Regions from separate parts of the Gossypium hirsutum genome. Here region 2 is linked to region 1. Evidence: chromatin contacts called from public Hi-C data. All regions are on one chromosome and are shown on one strand. Each heading gives the region's core, a stretch centred on a gene start, on an enhancer-like site or on the middle of the called end of the contact. The rest is flanking DNA. Distances are from core to core; before and after follow the strand shown.

Evidence for each region. Hi-C and Micro-C count contacts between places; a contact is called where the count stands out from the background.
Region 2: a Hi-C map of leaf shows a contact between it and region 1, with 1.9 times the contacts expected there. The contact joins the promoter of LOC107920746 here to the enhancer-like site in region 1. A contact is called at or near these places in 4 of 34 Hi-C or Micro-C datasets (hypocotyl and leaf).

Annotation. Positions count from the first base shown.
Region 1 is chrD13:33,461,367-33,464,788 of Gossypium_hirsutum_v2.1, forward strand. It overlaps the pseudogene LOC107902344. Among protein-coding and RNA genes, the nearest start is that of LOC121224954, 71 kb to the left of the region's middle. Within about 2 kb of position 1,800, at least 6 of the 9 cell types and tissues checked have an H3K27ac peak or open chromatin away from gene starts, as enhancers often do. A contact at or near this core is called in hypocotyl and leaf, where this site is marked.
Region 2 is chrD13:33,806,370-33,809,791 of Gossypium_hirsutum_v2.1, forward strand. LOC107920746 (eukaryotic translation initiation factor NCBP) reads right to left here and starts at 1,556. Exons shown (of 5, transcript XM_016850591.2): 1 at 1,226-1,556; 2 at 86-181; 3 at 1-12. The coding sequence starts at 1,393. It also overlaps the pseudogene LOC121224955.

The DNA.
Region 1 (3,422 bases), core at 550-3,049:
CCAAATCCATGAGATTCTTTTGATCATCCTCTGTCCATTTGATTGCGGATTTACTTTCATCCTCTTTATCTTCCTTAGCTCCATCTCCCGCATCCTTCTCATCGTCATCATCATCATCTTCCTCCCTTTGATTTTCTAACTCATCGGACTCAACACTTTCATCATTATTACTATCATGAGACCTCTCTGAGATGGCATCTGAACCATTATCAGACAACTGAGCTGGTTGTGGAGCTCCAGAGCCCAAAAGCGGATCCAACTCATCAAGCATCGGAATCATATCAGCCATTGAAGCATCAGGAGAGGAATTCTCAGCACCATCAGAACCAAAATCCAACGATTCATCATCACCATCATCCTCATTGTCCACAGCATGTTTCCAAGAGAACACCAGAGAATCGAATTCATCATCCCTTTGTTCATCACTGAGATCTTCAATGAGTTTGCAATCCTCCACTTCAAGATTCCTATCTCCTACAGTATCCGTCAAAACATGATGATCATCCAATGCCTTCACCATACTCAACAGGCCTTCACTTCCTAGAATCTCCTCCTGGATTTCCCTCTTCTTCTCCACCAACGAATCATTCAATGATCCCTCTACCTCATCAATCACCCCATTCTCACAATGAATATCCCTAGAATCCAAATCGTCATCCACCAACAGCTTATAACGAACTGAACCATCATCTTCCTCGACTTCACCAACCTCATTATAGACCAAATTAACTTTCTCCTCAGCATTCTTGACTATACCCCACCTCTCCCCTACATGTCTTTCTTCAACAAAATCATCACCACCAACATTTCTCTCCACAACAGTATTGTCCTCAGTAGCCCTGGTTTTCAATTCTGGAACATCATGGCTAGCTTTCTCTTCTTCCTTTTCATTGATTTCAGGTATGTATGGTGACCCAAAACTCAATAGTGTACCAAGTAAAACAGCAGTGCAGACCAAAACAGGAGATGCAGTAACCAAAGCAGAAAATAACAAAGGAAATGAGGTATACAAAAGCATCAAAAAGCAAACCAACCCAAAAAAAAATGGATGATTCCAAACTGATCTATAACATATTTTAACTGATATCACCATTAATTTCCTAACTCTAACTCCAAATTCCAATCTTTGAGTTCCCATCTCTCACTATAATGATAAACTTTTTATCTCGTAACTTCCAAACTGTTAAGAAAAAAAAAGAACCAGTTCACAAAAAAAAAAAACAATTGGATCCAAAAGAAACAAATATATTATAAAATTTATGAATGAACTCACCTTAGAGATAGAATTAAATGAAAGACAGAGCAATCAAATTAAGATCAACCCAATAGCTAAAGAGCAACAATTAAGAGTTCTCCAGTGATGAAACTGACAAATAAACAAAAAAAAATCAAAATAAAATTTTAAACAGAGCTGAATCACGTAAAATTGAAAGTTTCAAGCAAGAGATAAAAACTCAACAATACCTGGGAAAACCCAGAAACCCCGAGGATTTTAATACTTGGGAAATTGAAACTGAAGGCAACTCTGAAAAGGCTTAAATACAAAGAAATCAGTAATTAAATTTCAGCTCTGTTTTTATTCTCTATATTTATTTTTTGCTTACTTATTAAAACAGCTATGAAGTAGTGATGGTGTCGTTTTCTCTCTCTCTCTCTCTCTCTCACATTTGTTTATTCAGTAGTTTTGCAGATAATAGAAAAGAAATGTGAGGTGGCACAAAAAGAAGATCAAGAAAGTGAGTGATCGAAAACGGAAAGGAAAGACGGTTCCTACTTCCTAATATCATTATTACTACGTGTATATGTGGGTTATGTAAGGCATGTTATCTAAAATTTATTTAATAATTATTATAGGTGCTAGTAGAGAATTTATACATGCACCTGAAATTCTATTCTATTTAAAATAAAACATAATAAATAATGAAATATATTATTTAAAATTAATTAATAATATACATGATATTAAAATAAAAAAATTAAATTAAATTATAAATAAATTAAAATTTAAACATATAAATATATTATATTAAGATTATTAAATGAATTCGATTAAAAATATATAACCAAATTGAAATCAAGTCTTGGTTGCGTGGTAAATAAGTATGGATATAAATCCCATCATATGCATATTTTTTTTGTCCTTTTTTAATTAAAAATATTAAAATACACTCCAATAATATAACTTGGGTTAAATATAGAAGGTCATTTTTTAAATTTCTCTAATCGAGTTGGTGTTGGGTTGACTCGTGACACCAACTCAATTACAGATTTTATTAATAGTATAGATACAATTTATGGATGTAATAAAGCGTGGGTCAAATTTTGTTATTAGAACTTGTACTTTGTGTAAATTGTGGATTTAGTACCTGTACTTTAATTTAATCAATTTTAGTCCTTATACTTTTCGAATTTTAAAATTTAGTCCTGACGTAATGGTAATAGTTAAATCTATTTTGTTAAATTATTCCATTAGTCTTGTATTATACGCAAAGTTATAAATTTAGTCCACGTTCACCAATTAGATCATTCTTAGCGGTTATATGTTTTGAATTTTAAAATTTTAGTATTAATGCAAACGATAATCGCTAAATCTATTAATTGATTTTTTTGTGAGAATATGTAAACAAAAAAAAAATAGCATTACACATGTGATAATATGTTTGACACATCAAATTTTAAAAATAACAGAACTTAACTTTATGGATTTAATAATTATCATATAGTTAGGACTAAAATTTTCAAATCTAAAAGTATAAGAACTGAAAATAACCAAACTAAAGTATAAGTATTAAATCCACAACTTGAGCAAAGTATAGGATCTAATATTAGAATTTGACCTAAAGTGCGCATAATAAAAGTAAAATGTATTAAAATATTAAAATCAAACTTTGGTTAAGTGATTAATTTAAAATTTTGCTAACTTAGTTGGCATGGGTTCAAATCTCATCATATGCATATTTTTATTATTTTTTTAAAATAAAAAGAATAAAGTGTCCTAAAATAATATAATTTATTTTAAATGTATAGGGATATTATGGTAATTTTCTTGAGTTGGGATCCAGTTGATAGGTGACACCAACTCACTATAAGGCTTTATAAATAGTAAATATAGATAGGGGTAAATGTTCGATCAAATCAAATCGAATGAAATTTTTTTGAGTTAATCGAGTTGACGAATTCTATTTTATCATCCTAACTCGATTTGAAAATTTCTCGAATCGATTCGAGTGAGATGAAATTCAAATCGAATATATTTGTTCGAGTTAAATTAAAAAAATAATTTTGGGTCCTTATAATCACTGTCACCCACAATAATCAAATTTGTTATTAACTTTCATCCCCTCATAATTTATTTATTAATTTTTTATATATGAGTTAGCTTCTTTGCTTGCTTAGTTGGTTCAATTATCTTCTGATCCTTG
Region 2 (3,422 bases), core at 306-2,805, 340 kb after region 1:
AAAACCTTCAACCTAAAAAGAAATATTTATACCAAGGTGAGAATATTTACAATCAAACACAGTTAGCTTTTTAAAAAGAACTTACAGTACTGAAATCCACAATTTTCTTTATATTGTCCTCATAGGCTGTTTGGGTTCGAACTCCAGGTGTCCGACGAGTGTACCAGAAGACAAACTTGTGCTGTAAAAAATGTGAGAACCAAATAAGGGGACTAATAAGCAACCAATTTGGCACTTGAATAGTTATATATATGTCAGACCAAGAAAATGAAGAGCCAAGAACATCATAAAAATTGAAGCCTAAGTTAGTTGGATACAGCTCATTTAGATCATGAAACATGAACTACAACATAAAAGGTAGCACAGTGCGGAGATCATACTTTCCCTTAACTTGAAGTGAATTCATTTTACCTTAGTTAATTAGGACTAATTATAGAATGTGTAGAAACTGAGTTGGATACAATACTTTGCTAAGGTAGTACCATGGTGGGCTATCTACACCATGAAAAGAGATTCATTTCAAGGTTTATTTTCATTTGTTACCATGGTGTTCTTTCACATTTTGATCAGAATTTGGATTGTCTAGTTCAATAAGATATCCATAGGTGTTCAAGTGAATTCAGGTAAACTAATGCATCGCCACGATAGTATTGGAGAACTCATTTGTCTCTTCTAAGTCGAAGCATGCACTTCTGCAACCACATTATGAACTTAAAAGTTAAGTGCTGCAAAAGCTCCGGGATGCTTTAATATATATATATAATAATCAACTAATCACTTCCTAGACTACCTCTCCAAACTAATCAGGAAAAACAAACAAAAGAGAAAACAGTGTTTCTATTACATAAATTCTTTCACTGAATCGTCAAGTGTCTCAATTGAGTAAATCATTCCAAATGTTAATAACTTCAAAAAGGAATCAATATTTCAATATGAATACGTGAAAATTGAAATGAGAAACAATTATTCAGCAAAATGAAATAAATTTCCGAAAACAAAATTTCTTGTTTTAAAAAGACCAGTGAAATATTATATCTTTAAAATGTTAAAAAAAAAGTTATCTGAATCGAAATAAAATGCCATAGTCCGTCATTAAACCTAAAAATTTCAAAAGCGATATTTTGAAATTGTAAACAGATCTATCCACAAGCAAAACATTACACATATATTCACATAAATTAATTTTTTTCAAAAAGAAAAGAAAAATCATGAGAAATAAAAATACCTTGAGAGGATGCAAACCGGCTTTGAGGTCACGGGCTCGGCGTTCTTCAGCTTCTTTACTCGTATTATTGCCATCAGAATCTGTCAAATCGTTGTTGATATTATCATTGTTGTTCAAATCTTTGCTGCTGTTATTGCTCTCTCCTTCCCTTTTCTCCGTAATTTCCATTTTCGATTCTTTTTCCCCTCTCTCTGCAGAAGCCCTAACGTTTTTTTTTTCCCATGTTCGTTCTTTTTAATGGGGAATGGGAAAGGAAAGGAGATGAAACGGTGCGTTGCGCATTGATGTTTTTGTCTGCGTCCTGTTTGGTACGTAGGTTGGTTGGCCTTGTTATTTGGTTTCTTCTTCCTTTTAGGTACAAATAAAGTATTCTAAAACATAATTTATCCAATGCCAACCACTTGGTTTTTACTTAGGTTATAAAAAAAATTACAAAAATAAAATAGGTTGTAGATTATTTACGGGCTAATTTTTAGATATATGCTTTAGTTTTTTTAATTTATTGTTCTACGTTATTTTTGGAGAGAGAAAAGAAAATGCGTCCTACAAGATGTGTTTTTACTGATGTGGGAAAGAGAATAAAAACGTACCCTATAGGACACATTTTCACTTTGGTAAATTTTTTTTCTTACGGTTGGAAATTATAAATTTGTAGATTTATTTTTGCCCATGTTTGAGATAGAAATTGTTATAATTTTAAGGAATATTTTCATTTATAGTGGTGTCATGGAGCTGAGTGATCCACAAATTTCATCTACCATGTGAGTAAGAGCCATCACTCAAGAAGTCAGATCGTGTTGCAACTCAAAGTCCCAGTTGACGGTGATTATATGGTCTCGAATTGAATTGTAACTATGGCTTCAAGTTTACAAAAGTTATGTTGTCAAGGGATGAAGCATAAATGAAACCCCGATTAGTAGTGGTTATGTAGACAGGGGTAAAACCAAAAAAAAATTTTAGGGTGCCAAAATTAAATTATAATTTTTCCGATAGCAAAAATGCAATTTCATTATTTTAATAACCTATATCTTTATAATTTTTAAAGGATTAAATCAAATTTTTATATTTTTAAGGGGCAAAGTGCAATTTTACATTTACTAATTTAAAATTTTAAAAATATTAAAGGGCCTAAATGGGAAATTTTCCATTTTAGGAGGGTTGGGGCCCTTGCTAGCCCCTTAGTTTTGCCCCTGTATGCAAGCACGACAACGATTTTTTCCTCGTTAGAAGAGGATGTTTTATAAAACCTAAACAGAAGTACGAGGAAGAAAAACACAATAGCGTTTTAGTATAATAAGATAATGCATCTTATCCATCACCACCGAAAGCGGTGACCCCATTATTATAACCTGTGACAGAATTGGGGTGCAATAGGTTATACTAACAAGGTTACTGCTTTCGGACAGACAACATGAATTATTTAATTATATTGGAAGACCCCTTGCGTGTTCCTTCCTTACACTTCCGTATGAGTTTTATAAAACATGCTCCTATGACGAGGAGAAACTTGTTGTCCTGCCTACATAACCACCATCAACTAGGGCCCCAGTTATGTTCTATCCTTTGACAGCATAATCTTTGTAAACTTGAAATCTTATTTACACTTCAACCCCAGACGATATAATCACTGCCAACTTGGACCTTGAGTTGCAAAGTGATCCCAACTTCTCAAGTCATGGCTATATACTCACATGGAAAGTAAAATTTATAAGTTATCGAGCTCCACGACATCATCGTGAATCCAAACACAACTTAAAACTATAATTATGTCTCCCCTAAAATAAAAGAGAAATAAATCTTTAAACTAGGAAATTTCAACACGCAAGAAAAAGAAAAAAAATAATTTAAACGAAACTATAATTTCGTTCATACGTTGTTGTCTAAGAAAAGGTAATTTGTTAAATTACATGTAGGTTTAGGGATTTGGGTAATGATCACTATATTTTATTATTATTTTTTTGGTTTTAAACATGTGGAATAGGCTATTTGGTTCAAGATGAGTAGGGGAGTCAGAGTTCTTATCTATTACAACGATCAAATTTTTAAGATCGAATTAGGCCCTTTTTTTCTATCAGCCCAATATGAAGATCTGACATTCAACCAGAGCATAATGTTAAAAGAGCTTCGAACAAGGATTAGGCACAAAGTGGGAATCCGGAGAAGAATTTCGAACTTGAAATGTAGATATCATTCGTCA